Linked DNA regions of Mus musculus: region 1 is linked to region 2. The links are chromatin contacts, called in public Hi-C maps. All regions are on one chromosome and are shown on one strand. The core of a region is the stretch at or near the end of the contact, and the rest is flanking DNA. Distances in the headings are between cores, read along the strand shown.

The links. Hi-C and Micro-C count contacts between places; a contact is called where the count stands out from the background.
Region 1: a contact with region 2 is called in a Hi-C map of cortical neurons. The contact joins two enhancer-like sites. A contact is called at or near these places in 4 of 484 Hi-C or Micro-C datasets (bone marrow-derived macrophages, cerebral cortex and cortical neurons) and 1 of 115 datasets of contacts at active chromatin or transcription factors (neural progenitor cells).

What each region holds. Positions count from the first base shown.
Region 1 is chr11:111,518,852-111,524,183 of GRCm38.p6, forward strand. No RefSeq gene overlaps it. Among named protein-coding and RNA genes, the nearest start is that of Gm30158, 9.1 kb to the left of the region's middle. Within about 2 kb of position 4,035, at least 37 of the 459 cell types and tissues checked have an H3K27ac peak or open chromatin away from gene starts, as enhancers often do. A contact at or near this core is called in cortical neurons, where this site is marked.
Region 2 is chr11:111,097,249-111,102,718 of GRCm38.p6, forward strand. No RefSeq gene overlaps it. Among named protein-coding and RNA genes, the nearest start is that of Kcnj2, 34 kb to the left of the region's middle. Within about 2 kb of position 3,688, at least 11 of the 459 cell types and tissues checked have an H3K27ac peak or open chromatin away from gene starts, as enhancers often do. A contact at or near this core is called in cortical neurons, where this site is marked.

The DNA.
Region 1 (5,332 bases), core at 2,785-5,284, 420 kb after region 2:
CACTCATTATCGATAAACCCAAAGCCAACTATTTTCCGACCTACTTTGAAGTGGTATTTTCTACTCATGAAAGCTGCCAATTAAAATGGCCACAACCTTTGGATGCAAGCCATGAGTGTTGGCCTAAAGAAATATCTGATAGTGAAGAAAGATCTGGAAGGCTTTGTTGGGTAAGTCATGACAACTGTGCCGAGTTATTTGATGACAGATAAATTATGTGTGAGGGACAGACAATACCTAAAGGATAATTGTGTATTTTGAAACAGGAAGAGGAAAATATAGAGGAAGAAAGAAAACGAGTCCCATTAATTCTTAGAAACAATAGACAAGATATGGCTCCACTACACAGGTATAACAGGTTTAGATAGTACTGCCATCTCCCTTTGCTTTTTGCCAGAAAAATCCATGTTAGTATTAGAATAAAATCAAAATTTGTTCAATTCATCAATAAAGTCTACTACATCCAAAATCAATTCAAAAAGGGCAGTTCTTTATTTTTCTTCTTGTTGTTAAGATATAACACAGTTGCCCCTGCACTTATTTTAGACAGGAAGAATTCTGTATCAAAAACGTTGAAGCTGGGTTGGTGATTCCGTCTTTTTCCTGAGGGTCCTATCTATCTCCTGGAGGTGGTCTCTTCAGGTTCCATCTCTCAGCTGTTGGCCATTTCAGCTAAAGTCATCTCCATTGAGTCCTGGCTACTTCTCAAATTGCAGGTCTCTGGGTTCCCCCCTAACCCCTACCCTCAGAAGCTGCATATTCCCATTCATTCCCCTGGCCCTCTGGGCTTCTCTCCTGTTGCCCCGTTATACCTGATCCTGTCCTCTTTCCCCTCCCACCCAGGTTCCTCTTTTCCTTTGACTTCTGTCATTATTTTGTTCCCTCTCCTAAGTGGGATTGAAGCATTATCAGTTGTACCTTCCTTCTTGTTTAACTTCTTACAGTCTATGGATTTTATTATGGGTATTCTAAACGTTTTGGCTAATATCCACTCATCAGTGAGGACATATCATGCATGTCCTTTTGGGTCTGGCTTACCTCACTCAGGATATTTTCTAGTTCCATCCATTTGCCTGCAAGCCCCATGATGTCCTCATTTCTAATAGCTGAATTGTACCCCATCACGTAAATGAACCACATATTCTGTATCCATTCTTCAGTTGATGGACATCTGTGGCATTTCCAGCTTCTGGCCATCACAGATAAGGCTGCTATGAACATAATGGTGCATGTGGCCTTGTGGTATAGTGGAGCATCTTTTGGATGTATGCCCTGGAGCTGTATATTTGGGTCTTTGAGTAGAACTGTTTCCAATTTCCTGAGGAACCGCCAGACTGGTTTCTAGTGTGGTTTTACCAGTTTGCAATCCCACCAGCAATGGAGGAGTGTTCCTTTCTCCACATCCTTACCAGCATGTGCAGTCACTTGAGTTTTTGATTCTGATTGATGTAAAGTGGAATCACAGAGAGAGCAAAAATGGAGCAGAGACTGAAGTAAAGGCCATTTACTGACTGGCCAAACATGGAATCTATTCCGTGGATGGGTACCAAACCCTGACTTTATTACTAATGTTATGTTGGGCTTGCAAACAGGAACCTAGCATAGCTGGGTTGTCCTCTAAGAACCTTGACCAGCCAGACTGAGACAGGTGCAGATACTTTAGAGCCCCAATCATTGGACTGAGGTCATGGGACCCCTATGGAAGAGTTAGGGGAAGGATTGAAGGAGCTATAGGGGATGGCAGTCTCATAGGAAGACCAATAGTCTCAACTAACCTGGACCCCCTAGGAGCTCCCAGAGTCTAAGACACCAACCAACGAGCATACAAGGACTTATCCAAGACCCTGACACATATGTAGTAGGGGACTGCCTTGTCTGGCTTCAATGGGAGAGGTTGTGCCTAATACTGTAGAGACTTTATACCCCAGGGAAAGGAAAGACCCCGGGGGGGGCGGGAGGAGCACCCTTTCAGAGGGAAATGGGAGGAGGAATGGGGTGAAGAACTCTAGGAGAGGGGACTGGGATGGAGGGCAACATTTAGAAATGTAAATAAATGAAATAGTCAATTAAAAAAGAGAAAGAACACAGTTGCCTGAAATAGAATATAAAGACCCCCTTATCAATGTCTACAATATTTAAATGGGGTACCTGGGTAATTTATTGAAGCAATTGTCAGTCCCTAGAAGAAAACATATAAATAAATTCTCATTTCTGAAATACAACTTCTATGAAAGGTGTAATAATGACAATAGGTAACTGCTATATCCACTCCAGTAGTGACATGCGTGACAGGCCCCAGAAACCTGGCCACTGTCCCATGGCGAAAAGTTCACGGAAACTTAGTCTCCTGGAAATTTGGCATGCCCATAGCTAGAATGTCTCGGATTTGTCCCTGAGATAGTATGGAGGGTCTTGCATACTCTCTTACAGTATGGGCAAGCTTAGCAAAGTATACTTAGAATCTTCATTACAGTCAAGTATGGCAGACTACATTACTTATTAGTAGAAAGTACCCCCCCCCCACACACACAATCACTTAGAATAATAGCCAAGCTACTCCCATATGCAAGAATTTACATATGGAAATTCTAGGAAGAAGGAAGGTTGTGGTCTAAGGAGGAACCAGAGTAGATACTTAGAACTATAGATAGCTGAGTTACACTCCTACACAGGAATTTACAATGCCCTAGGGGGAAGGTGGACTATACAATAGACTAGAATTGGAACTATGGCAAGGGCATGAAGCCCTTGTCCCTGACTTCTAAGATTAAGCTGACCTTAGATGGGGTTGCTTTCGATCCCAGTTGTTAACATTGATTTTTATCCCACTTGGTTCATGTTAGCTTTTTGTATGCATTCCTCTGTTTTGTGAAAAAGTCACTTATAAGACTGGTGCTCACTTTGAGACAAATTACATTCAGATACACACTCTCTCTGGGTCTGTATTTGTTTGTCATTTCTCGCCAACTCCATTGCCCACCTGTCTGGAACTCCGAGTTCCGGAGCACGGATTGAGGGGAGCCCGACTGAGGTCAGTCCGCAGCAAATTACTAATTTGTAATATTTGTGAATTTCTGCAATAGAATGATCTTCCTTTCTTTATTACCAGTCTGTCTACTTCTTTATACTGAAGCTCTTTCAGGTTGGACTGATGTCTTAACTAATTGCATTTTGGACTGTGAGTTATTGGCCAAAATATAGCAATCCAACCAACCATTCAGAAGTTTCTGTTTGTATCATCTAGACAGGCATTTTTAAAACTGAGACTCCAAGTGACTTTTCTCCAGCATTTAGCAATAGTTGTTCTACTAGAGTAGGCATTCTAGAATTTTCCACAGAGGGTGCTAATTAAAAGAAGAGTCCCCCAGTGGCCTTCAGACATCCACGGATGGATCATCGGGCCACATCAGGCTTTCAATGTCTCTCGTTTCTTTTCCTAACCTATGGGGCTTCCATGAGACATACTGCATGGATTTTTCTGTTTTTTTCAAAATCTGACACAGAACCAAGTGTAACTTTACTCGATACTCCAGCGAAATGGAATGAGCAAATTACGAGGTGAACTTTGACCTTGCCTAGCTTAGTGTTTTGCATGTTGAATTCATCAAACAACTGCAGCTTCTACTCGGTTTTGCTTTTTTGTGCGTAGTGAGGGAAAGTTTAGTATCTTGTTAATCAACAAAATCATTTTAGGTAACGACCCTGGGCAAGTGAATAAGGCGGTAAACTTCATTTCAACACGACTATCTTTGTCGCCTGGATAATTTCAATGTTTCTCCAATATGAATATATTATATGCTTTCAAAATAAAGGTGAAGCCGACTACTGTGGATTGAGCTTGCAGAGTCGCACCCCCCCCACCCCCCCCCCACCCCACCCCCGCAGGACTGACCACTCGCAGTTCGTTTGTCCAAAGTTAAACTTAATCTTCTCGTTTTCTGTGTCCAATCTGACTGGACCAGTATCACTAGTTTCCCAGGAAACCTTGAAAGCTAATCTTTACATAACTGCCTGTGCCCACTGTTGGAATCCAGCCACTGCTGGGGACAGGCATAGCAGCTGCTCCTCTGCCTCATAGCAACACTTCACAACAGCGTGGGAGGAATACAAAGAAGAGCAATATCCCGAAATTAAACTGCCCTGGGGAGGGTGAGGGACGGGGCAGAAGATAACAGTCAACAGACTTGCTCTGAAGGAAAAAAAGGGTGAATTTTTAATGAACAGAGAGAAGCAGTCTTTGGTTTCATCGTCTGCTACAAAAGCTAGGATGCATATTTAAATACCATCCTGTCAGATCTTTCGTTTTAAACACACTACCAGAAAAGTAATTATATTTTTAATTGGACGGCTTTTATTTCGGGACGAAGCAATAAAATAGACCACTAACCGCAAAGAATAAAAGTCACTGCGTTATGCTTTTGCATAATTTCTATTTCTCCCCAAAGTCTATGACATTTCAGTCAACCATCGCTTGTCTAGCATTGCCAAAACAGAAATGATAATAAAGACGCTCTGGTCTCTCTTTAACACAGAAAGAAGAAATGCATTATATTAGTAGCAACCGTAATTTGAACCACGATTCACAAAACATGGGTTAGAAATAAGACCAGTAAAGTCAAACTTTCATGTAAAAGGGAAACAGAATAAACAGAATTGAGAGCTGTGGGAGGTGCTGTCGTTCGTCTTGCATTAATGCTCCTACATAAGTGGACAAAAAGGAGATTGATCGATCGTCTATTGAGCCCCGAGATCTCCACACCCAGAATATTGCCTACAACTTCCCATAAGGGAGGGCATGCTTTCCCCCCCAGCACAATGGCGCCACCTGTTGGCCAAACCAATTAGACGTGCTTTCATTTGTTTTGGGTGTTCTGGTCCACCTGAAATAAGCCACTGCTATCCTACCGGAACTCCCTTATGGGATGTGGATTCTAAGAGACTCTCATCTCATGTACAAATAATAAATTTTATTAAACAAATACTGGGGCAGGAGCCATGATTTGTGGGGACCCAACAAAAGTTGAAAATTGAAACCCATACTTGTGAGAGCCAAAAGTGACATTCAGGTACTTGCACACAAAACATTTCCTTTCTTTTGCTCAGCGGCATCTTGTAACGTGTCAGTGTCTTTTGTTAGCTTGGTGCCATTTATTTTCTATAATTCTAGTTTTAATAAGTTACCATGTATAATTATCATGAATTCTCTGATCTACTGTGTTTTGCAAAGCCGATTTACAAAGTGAGAGAACAGTTCACTCATGATTCTAAATCCCTGGATTTCCTCCTCTAATTGATTATTTAGAAGTAAAATAAAAAAATTAAAAGAGTTTTC
Region 2 (5,470 bases), core at 2,438-4,937:
GGACAGACAGAAGAACAGAGGACCTACTTCCATATCTGAGACAGTCAGTCATATGAAGACTGTTTAAGGAAGGATGCTCAAAGAGACTGCAACTCAGAAGAGGTATGAAACCCTACACTCATGGCTACCAGGGTCCCCTTCATCTTTTGGCTTTCCTTTTATTCTCTGACTCTGGCACCAACAGTAGTCCACCAATGTTTAATGGAAAGGGTGAGAAATAAACAATTCACATGATTTAAGCAACTTACAATGTGGTGCCCTGCTATAGTAATTCTGTTGTTCTCATCATAAGATCTAATTGGGTTTATTGGGTTCAACCAACACAAGACTCACAGTTAAGAAAACGCATATGTTCAGGATTTTGTGCTAGCCTTGATTTCAGTTATTTGATGGTGGTCTTGAAATTTATTTCCTGTGAATAGCTGTACTTCACATATTTAGGGACAATTAAAAGAAAGCAAGAAAGAATGAATGGGGAAACAAAACAGAGTGGGCAGTTGGAGGCACTTGCTCTTCCCGATAACCAACTCTATACTATACTATTGCCACATATTCATGGGTCCTTTTTCCTTCCCTCTCCTCTCCTCTCCTCTCCTCTCCTCTCCTCTCCTCTCCTCTCCTCTCCTCTCCTCTCCTCTCCTCTCCTCTCCTCTCCTCTCCTCTCCTCTCCTCTCCTCTCCTCTCCTCTCCTCTCCTCTCCTCCCCTCCCCTCCCCTCCCCTCCCCTCCCCTCCCCTCCCCTCCCCTCCCCTCCCCTCCCCTCCCCTCCCCTCCCCTCCCCTCCCCTCCCCTCCTATGCCCCCTCCTCTGCCCCTCCCCTCCCCTCCCCTCCCCTCTCTCTCCCTCTCCCTCTACCTCTACCTCTACCTCTCCCTTCCTTTCTTTCTTCCTTTCTTCCTGCTTTTTTTCCTGCAAACATCAAGAGGCCATGTGATATTCTGAATCTGTCTCTGTCTGAGCCAGAAAGGTACATTGTGTTCTATGCTTAACTCAATAGCAATAGCACAAGTCTTATAGCAATAGCCCGAGTCTCTTGAGAAGTCCTAAAATAATCAACACATATCACTTCTCTTTCACACTTCTTTGAGCAATTATGAAAAAAATAACTAAAGTAAATTTAATTTTAACCCATATGCTATCTTTAAATACTGCAAGTGTAGGCTAGAATATATATTTACATTTTTAGTTTCAAAAATATACATGTATTGAGGGTATCTTAGAAATACATTACCTTTTAACATATGCTTTCTAAAACTGATATATATATACACACACACATATATACATATCCTAAAATAATATATGTGTGTGTTTGTGTTATATAATACATGTTAAATATATGTTAAAAAGTTTTCTACTTTTTGTAATTCAACTTTCTTATATAAAATGTTGATGATAGTATTAGTTATGTAGACTTGATATAAAAATTACATAGAGAAAAATGTATATAAAGCTTTAAAACAATTTCTGATGCACTGTAGAGCTCTAACCCATTTTAAATAAACCCTAGTTAGTTAACATTTACGTTGTGTCTATCTAAAATATTTTAGAATCACTTTTTAAAAATCATGTTTAAAAGAGCAGGATTAAATAATGTTAACTTGTTGTCATCAGACAAAGAAAGTATGCCTTTATAGCTGCCCAAACATGCAATGAATAAGTACAACAAAAATAGATATGCTCATAGGGAAAGATGACAGGACCTCAACCCTCTACAAAGAACCATAGGCAACTATGCAATGCTGAGAATGGGGGAAAAAAAGTCTTGTCCAGGGAAAAGCACAGAGATCCATGTCCCAGTACCAAATGATCAGCCCTGAAAGTGTACATACAAGTAATATTATACAAAAGAATCAGGTTGTATTTAGGAATATATATGGGTATAAATACACATATGTGTCCGTAACAACAATCAATGAAAAAATTAGAAAGATAGCAAGAAGGGATATAGGGAGGGCTCCAAGGGGGAAAAGTAAAAGCAAATGTGATGTAATTATATTGTGGTGTCATTTATAGCATATATAATAAAATATAATCTCCAAAATAAAAGTTAAACAATAACTTTAATAAAACCTGTGGATAAAACTCAGTTGATAGAATGCTGATTTGTCACACAGAAGACTGTATAAAACTTGGACTAAGAGCTGGAGATAGCTCAGTAGTCAGGAACATTTATTATTGCTTTTATAGAAGATTCAGGTTCAGTTCCCAGTATCACATGGAGGCTCACAGTTAAATAACTCCAGTTCAAAGGGAATCCAATAATCTTCCTGGGAACTGTACACATGTGGCGTTCACACACACACACACACACACACACACACACACACACACACGAGTAAAACATTCACATGCATAAAATTAAAATTAAATGAATGCACAAACCAAAAATAAATTGGCCTAATGGCATATTGCTATAATCCCAGTCATCAGGAGGTGGAGGCAGGAGGGTTAGAATTTGAAAGTCACTCTCAGATAGACAGTAAGCTTGAAGCTGGCCTGGTTTATATAACTCTGTGTCTCAATCATTATCATCATAACCATCACCATCATCATTGTCTTCATCAGCATCATCAGCCTCATCCTCAGAATCGTATAAGTAAAGGCCATCTTTAACTTATAATTTGAAGGTATAGTATATATTTGGGTAATTTTTATTTTATTTTGCTTTTTACTTGTTGTTACATCAAAATCAAAAGCTGAAAGTCTTTATTTTCTTTTTCACTGCCCATGTGTGTTTTCTATTCAGTTGTTAAGGGTGAAGACATCGGAATCCTGGTCTATTTCAAGCCGTGGCTAAAGCAAACCATCTAAGTTAGGAAACTTGGGGAATGGATTCTTAGAGAGCACGTTCACAAAGGTGAAAAGAAGGGCAGAGAGACTGTAGCATCCACCAATCCAGGCTACAGGGCTGCAAAAGAGACTCTGCATTTTGCTTATCAGCCCATCAGCATGTAATTCTAACCACATTGTATGAGAGAGGACTAGTACTTATCAAGCTTTGGGGATATGTCTTTGCAGCTTTGAGTACTGCCATGATGAGAGAGTAACTCTAATACTCAATGCCAAGGAACCAAGGATGCTAAGGAGCTTGCCAATAGAAACATATTACAGCCAATTTGCATATGCATGCATTTTAAAGCAACTGCTATATGCTCACAGATTTGCATGCATATTTATCTATAAACTGCGTGAATTTAATACACACATGCACATAAAATGCTTTCTATATCGGTAGCATAAACACTTCTAATGTTATTGATAATATTAGCATAAGCACCCAGGAAGATTGATGCATTTCCTAGTGGTTGACTTCCTTAGAGATGAACCTTGCCTTGTTCCAAATACGATACATGCAAATAGACAAATCGTGTTATACACCCCCACCATCCAACCCCTATTAAGAATTTAGCATGGCACAAGATGTTTAAGAGTCATGTAACTTGCATTTAAAAATAACCAAAAGAAACAAACAAGAAAAGCTAGGGTCTAAAGGATCTCCCATGAAGAAGATGAGACGATGAGAAGGCCATCTGGGGTAGGTAGTAACGTTTATGTGAACCTCCTAGTGAAACATGTTGCTTTTTAAAGGAACACTTTCGTAGGTGGTTCTTTTTTATCCACCGTTGCTTTATACTGGAATCCTCCCCCACATTCTTTCATTTAGTTGCACTTTAAGAAAGCCAAACTCATGAAAAGATATATATTTCTCCTTGTCCTTTACTGAAGTAGAGCTGCTTCCTATTTTTGGACACTGTCTTAAGGAGATGTTGTAAAAACACTAAATTATTTTTTTGTAGTGGTGATGGTGGTGGTGGTGGTGGGGACACATTGTGTGCTTCATAACTTCAGAAAGACCCGAAGGAAACCAAATTCTGTGAAAACAGACTTTCAAGATCCTTTGGAAGGAAGGGGATATTGCTGCTTTGAAGGTGATGTGGTTCTGAGTCGTTTGGCCATGACCTTCTGGAGTCTTGGGATCCAGGAAGTTCTGGTTATTCTGGGTGAATTTTCATTAGCAGTAGCAGAGCTAGACATGATTCTTTACAGCCAAGATTTACAGCATTTGAGAATAAAGGGTCAATCCCCACTGCAAATACTTTTCTGTTGATAGAGATAAGTTGGAGAAAAGGAGGTGGAATGTGACAGGGACAAACAGCTTTTGCTTTTTGTCAGAACATCTATTTGCACGTATTGAAGTGTTTGTCTCTTTTCCAGTCTATGGTGGGGTTCCCCAAGCCACACATATCTTTAGATCCTATTAGCTTATCCAACACATGCACATACTGCTAATCTACTTCTCAAAGGGAAGTCTATGCATATCAAAATGCTAGAAATATTTCCAGAAGCATCTACTTTTAATAGAGGGCATTGCTTTTAAACGACCAATGGATGTACAGCAGTAGGATTACATCAGACACCTTATAGAATGTCAGTGTTTAGATTGAGTTCCTGGGTCACCTGGAAAAGTTTACGTCAGTGACCTGAAATCCCATTCTGTTGATTGTCTTCTTTCCCTTCTACGTCGCTTTCATATTCAATGACACTTCCTGGTTCTGTTGCATACTGGAAGTGCAAAAATGAGGCAAGAAAAGCAAGTTCTAGCCTTACCGAAAACATTTTTTAAAGTTCCCGCAAGAAAAAAAAAAGGCCATTGTGAAAGTTCTAATCCAGTTGTGCAATCTGCAGGTTTCCAGTCGAATAGATGCAACACTCTTGAGGCAGGTGAATTGCCATGGTTTTGAGTTCAGTCAGGGCAATAGAACAAAAACCACAAAACCTTTTTCAGTTTAAGCTTGCCAGTGTGCTCTGCTGTAATCTACAGGGGGAAACAATCTACGTTTTTGTTTCATTTAATGAAGAGTTGTGTAGGGGGAGGATTCGTCAGACCTTAGTACCAAAAGAGAGGACTGGCCACATTTTAAAGGTTTCCACGCCCATTTTGTGCATCTCATACCCCTCAGAAAAGGACTAGTATTCTCAGATGATTTAGTTCCTATGACTTATTTCTGACATGTCAGGTGATCAAACACACACCATAAAACCAAACAACTTTTCCCCTTGGAACATTATATCTACCTCTATCCATTTCTTCATTCCTATCCCTATCTCTCCCTCTCCTCTCCATCTATTTCTATCTATCTATCTATCTGTCTGTCTGTCTATCTATCTATCTATCTATCTATCTATCTATCTATCTATCTATCTATCTATCTATCATTCATTCATCTATACTTAAAACTGTAGCTCATGAATAATTTACAAAACTAATTATGTTCACACTGTGTTCAAATGACTAACAGAGCCTCCTTAGACTCTGGGCTTAAATATTTATTGAAATGGAAAAGACCCAGCATATTAGTTTTTATACTTAATTAGACTGGCATTCCTGGAAGAGAAAATGCTATTATCTGGGAATAAAGCATTTTCAATTTAAAGCACAATAATCAATCACATTTTTATCTTCTTAC